Linked DNA regions of Ovis aries: region 1 is linked to region 2. Evidence: chromatin contacts called from public Hi-C data. All regions are on one chromosome and are shown on one strand. Each heading gives the region's core, a stretch centred on a gene start, on an enhancer-like site or on the middle of the called end of the contact. The rest is flanking DNA. Distances are from core to core; before and after follow the strand shown.

Region 1 (3,528 bases), core at 541-3,040, 150 kb before region 2:
TTGACTCATTGGAAAAGACTCTGATGCTGGGAGGGATTGGGGGCAGGAGAAGGGGACGACAGAGGATGAGATGGCTGGATGGCATCACTGACTCGATGGACATGGGTTTGGGTGAACTCGGGAGTTGGTGATGGACAGGGAGGCCTGGCGTGCTGCAATTCATGGGGTGGCAAAGAGTCAGACACGACTGAGTGACTGAACTGAACTGAACTGAACTGAACCACCACAAAAATTCACCAGTTCTTTCTTCAAGAAAAATAAATGAAAACTGCCTTGTAACTACGCAGAGTCAGATCATTAAGAGCTGACTGGAAAAGAGTGGAGCAGCTTGAATTTGAGAGGACATGATCAGCATCAACGTGAGTACTGTGTTTATTTCAGGTGAAGGTGTGATCTCTGTGCTTACCATCATGATTCAGTGGTGAGCCCAAACAGAAGGAATTGCTGAGCTCGCCTCCATGATTACTAAAACCATACATGTAACCTGAGTAGATGTAGGGCTGGGGGGAAAAAATGGCAAAATACTTCAACTTTCACAATACCAGCAAAAATATGAGGAACCGTGGTGATGTTGACCTACATTCTAGGAAGGTTAGAAAAACAGCTGCATGGTAGGACACTAAATAAATGCAGAACTGCAGAAAGGTATCATAATGAAAATAATCGTGGTGCTTATTTTGAAATTCTCCCATTTCTAATTTTCTGTACCTGTTTCAAAACACCCCCTTTCCTCTACATAGCATACTTTCATTGCATCTGATATAAGAATGTACGTTTCCATAACCCAGTCATCATTCTCTCACGAACTCTTTCATTCCCACAAAAGAAGGAAAAAGCCCTTTTTAAACACAGCACATGCATGTAAGCAAATCAGAAAGAGCAAAAAAAATTCATGAATGAGCAGGAGACAGTTTCTTAATGGAATGTTTTAAGGGCCTGTGGTATAAACAGTAAACAAAACTGATTCACTAAATGTTAATACTGTTGACCATGATGTAAGAATTGGGCTTTCTTTTTTTTCATGTTCCAGAGGCAAGAGGGAAATGAATATCTTGGTGGGGAAAAAGTGATACCTTCCTTGGCATTTCAAAACCATTGCTCAATGGCTCTTGAGCAAGGGAAGCCACCGTAATGACTTTATTTTACCTACCGCAATTATGGGGCACCTCGGAGTAGTTCTCCACCATAACCCACTTTCCTTGCTCCACTCCAGCCCTGCTAAATCATCTCTGGAAACCATTAACCGAGACTCCCATTCCAATTTTCCTCTCCTCCCTCCCCTGCTGCCTCAGTCATGCTGGAACCAGGACAAAGCCAACTTGTATTACATCACAGAGCAAACTCCTTTTTCTGTAAACCATCTCCTTGGTAGTTTACCGCTACTGGAACCCAAGGCTGTCAACAGTGTGGTCTTTGTTTGGTGGGTGTTGCTTGAAAAATTAAGCCAAAAAAAAAAAAAAAATGAAGTTTCCCCTACACCTCTTTCCTCGTGTAAATACAGGCCAGTGGTTGGAGGCGCCTCTGCAGCCTGGCTCCACCCGCAGTGTAAACGAGACATTACCTTATACACAAATGAATCTACGCATTCCTCATCTAGCTGCCTCCCCGCACATTCCTCTGCTCCCTGCTCACACCCCGGCCTTCCCCTCCTCTTTCCTCTACCCCCACCCTGCTTTTTTTTTTTTCAATTTCCATTGCCTCACTGTGTTTTTGTGTAAATGATCTCACATGACTCAACAAATCCATCTGCCTGAAGCAGGCCAAGTCTGGAGCCCTCCCAGGAGGGAGGAGAAGAATTGCTTTGTGGAAAGGACCTGGAGCGCTGCCCTTTCTCTGGCTCGAATTACCCGCCTGTCAGGCCTGACGGATTTGGCTAAAAATAAAAGGAAGCGGGCCGTGAAAAGCAGATGAATGGGCTCAGCAGTTCCTTAGATAACACGGGCCTGCTGTGGCCCAAAGCGCCCCAAACAGAAACTTCAAATGTGGGGCTTGCGAAGGCCAGGGATGGGGTGTCCAGGTGAAAGTGGGGGGACAGGGACTGGGGTTAGATTTTTGCCCAAGGACTTGTGTGTGTGTGTGTGTGTGTGTGTGTGAGAAAGAGACAGAGAGAGAGATATACAAAAAGGTCCTCAGAAAAACAGTAGAGTTCGGTAGTGAGAAGGATTGGCTCATTAAAAAAAAAAGAGAGAAGAAAAGAAAAAAAATATTGTTTCCACTACAAAATTACCCTTCTTTCCACCTCCCAACACCAGACATTTTAAGCCTCCCTATGATGTCACTTCTATATCCTGAGCCAGCACAGAGCTCAAAGTCTTTCTTGTGAGTGGATGCCCAGCGCCCGCCCGCAGTGGGTATTAAGCACTTAGGTTGGCAATGTAATGACACACTGTAACAATCTGTAATATGAAGCAGTCAGCAAAGCCCTGGCTCGAGGAGCTGTTTCTCCCGACCATTAACCATATGTTTGGCTCCCCAGCTAGCGGAGCAGAGCACGGTTCCAGCTCACCATCTGGTTTCTATCCACACAAGCAACTGCAAAGCACAGACCATCTCCCTCTGGAGCTGTGTTTCTTTTTCTCTCTTTTCCGTTCTGCCCTTCCCCTTTCCGCCTCCCAGCTCCTTTGGTTCCCTCGGCTAAAGAATTCTCTGCCATTCATCACGTGCAAAGAAAACTTTACCTGGCGGCAGCGGCCGAGCTATTAAGAATGCACAGCTGTATTGAAAACACGCCAGAGGACCGGTTCCCGTCCTCGTCCGCCCCACGCGGTCCCTACCCTTCCTCACCCCTATTGAGTGCTGACACTTGATCCAGGATGTTAAAAATAGGTACATTCTTGACAGATCCAGGGGTGGTTGTGGTGCCCTTCACACTCACTCCATATTCTGAGCTTTTAAACGCCACACACACACACACACACACACACCCCTAAATTTGCCTCTGCATTCAATTCGCATGACATCAGTCTCACCCAGATGACACACCGGCTACAAATAACCAAGCCAAGGAAAGGACTCTGTTTCTTTCTCTGCCCTCAAGGATTCAATCCCACGTGTGTATTTTTCTTTCTTTCTTCTTTCCCTACGGAGCCTAAACTGAAAGAGATCCCACCTCAGAAGAATAAGAGCCCCCAGCCTTTTTCAACAAACTGATAATTTGCAAAACTTATGCTTATTGACATTGGCATTTTCATCGAACACAATCATAACAGGGGACAGACTATCGGAATTCAGGCACTTTTCTTGCAACATCTCCCAAGTATTTAACTCAGATTTTTTCTTTACATGATTTCAGGTAGTTTATAATTTTTTTTTTTAATTTAAGACGAGACAGTGGTAAGCAGAAATTAGATAATTTTGCCCCCATTCCCACTAGAATTATATGTGTAATACCAGCCCATTTTACTGAATTAGGAACTGAAAGTTAATTCTTTCCCACACCTTAAAAAAATTAAAAGGCTGGTTTCTCACATACCAAGAAGAAAAGGAAGAGTATCATTAAAAAGTGATTAAGCAGAATGTCAGATTTTA
Region 2 (3,954 bases), core at 461-2,960:
TGGACATTTAAGTTGTTTCCATGTCGTGGCCGTTGTAAATAATGCTGCAGTGACCATGGACGTGCAGATAGCTTTTCAAGTTAGTGTTTTCATTTTCTTCAGATAAATACCCAAGAGTGGAATTGCTGAATCATATGGCAGTTCTAGCTTTAATTTTTTGAGGTACCTCTTACTGTTTTCCATCATGGTTGCACCAATTTGCATTCCCACCAACCATGCATCAGGGTTCCTTTTTCTCCATGTCCTTGCAAACACTTGTTATTTATCGTCCTTTTAGTCATACTGGCGGGTATACATTAGTATCTCATTTTGGTTTTGATTTGGATTTCCCTGGTGCTTAGTGATATTGAACATCATGTCGTGTGTCTATTGGCCATCTGTATATCTTCTTTGGAAAAAAAAAAATGTTTATTAAGTTGCTCTGTCCATTCTTGAAGAAAGCTGAGCACCGAGGAACTGATGCTTTTAAACTGTGATGTTGGAGAAGACTCTTGAGAGTTTCTTGGACTGCAAGGAGATCCAACCAGTCCATCCTAAAGGAGACCAGTCCTGGGTGTTCATTGGAAGGACTGATGCTAAGGCTGAAACTCCAATACTTGAGCCACCTCATGTGAAGAGCTGACTCATTGGAAAAGACTCTGATGCTGGGAGGGATTGAGGGCAGGAGGAGAAAGGGGACGACAGAGGATGAGATGGCTGGATGGCATGACTGACTCGATGGATGTGAGTTTGAGTGAACTCCGGGAGTTGCTGATGGACAGGGAGGCCTGGCATGCTGTGATTCATGGGGTCACAAAGAGTCGGAAACGACTGAGTGACTGAACTGACTGACTGTCCATTCTTAAATTGGATCATTTGGGGTTTTGCTCTTGAGTTATATGAATTCTTTATTTTGAGTATTAATCCCTTATCAGATATACAATTTGCATATATATTTCTCCCATTCAGTAGGTTATCTTTTCATTTTGTAGATGGTTTCATTTCTCCAATTTCTATCTCTAGAATTTTGGAACCCACTCATGGAAGAAAAAAGAGAAAAAAAAAAAACCACTCAAAAAAGTGCTGGCCAGAAAGTCATACAAATTCTTCTTGAAAGAAAATGTTACAAATATTCAAAATGTTTCAATCTATCAGCCTTGGAGAAAAAATTACTTCTTGGTTAAAGAACAAAACAGCTTGTGCTTATATAGTATATTGGATGGGAAAATACCTGTAACACACATTAAAATAAAATCATGTGAAAATAAGCTCAGAGGTAGCTTATTTTCTTTAAACTTTATTGATAGAAATAACTTCTGGGTGTTATTTGGTGATGCAGGTTGAATCTCTGTGGGACCCTGGCTGGTAACGTGGGGTGAACTTCACTCCACCATCTTTCCTGGAACACCATTCAGCATCTTCCCTTTTGTTTTTTCCCCTGGACTCTTTAGCAAACGGCTTCCAGTTTGGGGAAAAAAATTTTTTTTCAGCCCACACTTAACTGTTTTTTTGCAATAATCACGCCACCTCTAGCTTAGCTCATGGTATGAGAAAGCTTAATAAGACTTCACATTTTGGTTCTTGATGAGTAGCCAGGTCGCAGGCTGCTGAGGAAGCAAGATTTATCCTCTCTGAGGACTCAGAGTAAAGCCCTTACCATGTCCTTACGAAACTATGAAAGAAGCCCTGGGAGAAAAGAGCAAAACAAAACACACCACTAAAGACAGTGTGTGCTGAGAGCAGCAGGCATGTGCTGGTCAAGGAATTAGATCACTCAAAGTGGTGAGTCATTCCGCAACTATGCAGTGTTTGCGGTCGAAGAGAAACCTTTGCCAGAGAATGACTAAAATCTATTGGCAGCGTCTTTAAAGGAATCATGACTGGGCCCAAACCCGTGAATACGCAAGTGTGCTTTTTTTTTCTTCTTCTTTTTTTACTGATTCAAGACTGAGAGTAAGAAAACACCACCCCTGTTGACGTCTAAGCTACAGCACGGTCTGTGGGGCATTCCCGGCAACGGCTCTCGATAGGGCCAAGTCCAGTCACTCCTCTCCGTGTATGGACGTGGCTGTGTGTGTGCAGTTAGTAGAATGAACAAAGCAGCCTTATACAAATTGTTTGAGTCATTTGGACTTGATAATTTAGAAATAAGCCTAGAGGAGAAAATCCCCAAATTTGGTTATTGTTTCAGTTTCCTGTGGCTGACATAATGAAGTGCTGTAAACGGAGGCTTAAACAGCACAGTTTATTGTCTCACAGTCCTCGAGGCTAGAAGTCCAAGATCGAGGTGTCAGCAGGGTTGGTTCCTTCGAGAGCTGTGAGGGAAAATCTGGCTTATGCTTCTCTTCTAGCTTCTGGTGTTTTGCTGGCAAACGGTGCTGTTCCCTGACTTGAAGAAGCAACACCAGGATCTCTGCCTTCATTTTCACATCGTGTTCTCCCTGTATGTGTCTGTCTCCAAGTTTCCCCTTTGATAAGGACATCAGTCATATTGGATTGGGGCCCACTGTGCTCCGCTATGACCTCATCTCAACTAATTACATCTGCAATGACCCTATCTCCAAATAAGATCACATTCCCAGGGGCTGGAGCTTGGAACTTTAGCATGTGTATTTGGGGGAGGAGTACAAAATTCAGCCCATAATGGTTGCTTATCTATCAGCCAGGGATAATTTATTCCAAAAGTAGTAGGTGCATGGGGGCTTCCCTGGAGGCTCAATGGTAAAGAATCTGCCTGCAATGCAGGAGGCCCGGTTCGATCCCTGGATCGGGAAGATCCCCTGGAGGAGGGCTTAGCATCCCTTTCCAATATTCTTGCCTGGAGAATCCCATGGACAGAGAAGCCTGGCGGGCTACAGTCCATAGGATGGCATAGAGTTGGACATGACTCAAGTGACTTAGCACATAGGCATGCCCAGTAGGTTCATATAAAATTCCACAGTAGTCAATGTTATTGTCTATATTAAGTTCAGAAGAAAAGTCCAGAGTTCTAAAAATTTTGAATATGTTTTTCATATATGAGGATTAATTATTTTAAATGGGGCTTCCCTGATGGCTCAGAGGTAAAGAATCTGCCTGCAATGCAGAAGACCCAGGAGACAGGTTCGATCCCTGGGTTGGGAAGATCCCCTGGAGGAGGGCATGGCAACCCACTCCAGTATTCTTGCCTGGAGAATCTCATGGACAGAGGAGCCTGAGGGGTACAGTCCATGGGGTTGCAGAGCTGGACATGACTGAAATGACTGGGCACACATGTACCAATGTTAATTGACGGAGACTCTCTAATCTGAAAAAGAGCGATCCAACTAAACAGGTTTTTTGAAACACCAGGGTACAGTACCCTGTAAAAACACTGGTATTTATCAATGCAAATACCACAGTTCAAAACGTTAAGACTTTGACTTTGAGGCTGTTCAAGGAGCTTGTTTATTTATTTTTTGATGATACTCTTTGAAAAGAAAGTACACTCGTGTGTGGGTGCATCCATGTACATCTACCCCCTGTGAGTGAGTGCAGGGTGCATATTTGTGTCACTGCTGTTTCCAACACTTAGAAGTCCATCATGTAAATCAGGGTGAATGTGTGTAGTCAAGGGAGAGAAACACTGGGATTACCATAGTTAAAGGGGAAAATGAGCAGAAATACGGATCTAAGAATACATGCAGTTCTGGGTGAGTTTTAGGTCTTAGAAGGAGTGAGGCCCTCTATCCACTAAAACTAACACTAAACACGAGCATTTTGGTTTGAAAGTACATTGGCCAGCCAATACAATTACCCATCCTTTCATCAAGGGCTTATTCCTATCCATCCAGGGGCTCTGCATGTGAACATCCACATGTGAAGTCACAGCCTGTCTCCTGGTTGGATTCAAGGCTTAGGAAGGGAGAGTGGGCATTCTTGGGACATCCAGTGGGTGAAATTCCAGGGGAGGTGAGTTGAAGCACTAAAGTGGAGGCTCTGACTTTTCTCTGTGGC

The links. Hi-C and Micro-C count contacts between places; a contact is called where the count stands out from the background.
Region 1: a Hi-C map of tail adipose tissue shows a contact between it and region 2, with 2.1 times the contacts expected there. The contact joins two enhancer-like sites. A contact is called at or near these places in 4 of 16 Hi-C or Micro-C datasets (muscle, omental adipose tissue and tail adipose tissue).

Annotation. Positions count from the first base shown.
Region 1 is chr8:47,400,428-47,403,955 of ARS-UI_Ramb_v3.0, reverse strand. The region is part of intron 2 of BACH2 (BTB domain and CNC homolog 2); the gene reads right to left. Among named protein-coding and RNA genes, the nearest start is that of BACH2, 82 kb to the right of the region's middle. Within about 2 kb of position 1,790, at least 43 of the 54 cell types and tissues checked have an H3K27ac peak or open chromatin away from gene starts, as enhancers often do. A contact at or near this core is called in muscle and tail adipose tissue, where this site is marked.
Region 2 is chr8:47,252,992-47,256,945 of ARS-UI_Ramb_v3.0, reverse strand. No RefSeq gene overlaps it. Among named protein-coding and RNA genes, the nearest start is that of BACH2, 65 kb to the left of the region's middle. Within about 2 kb of position 1,710, at least 33 of the 54 cell types and tissues checked have an H3K27ac peak or open chromatin away from gene starts, as enhancers often do. A contact at or near this core is called in muscle and tail adipose tissue, where this site is marked.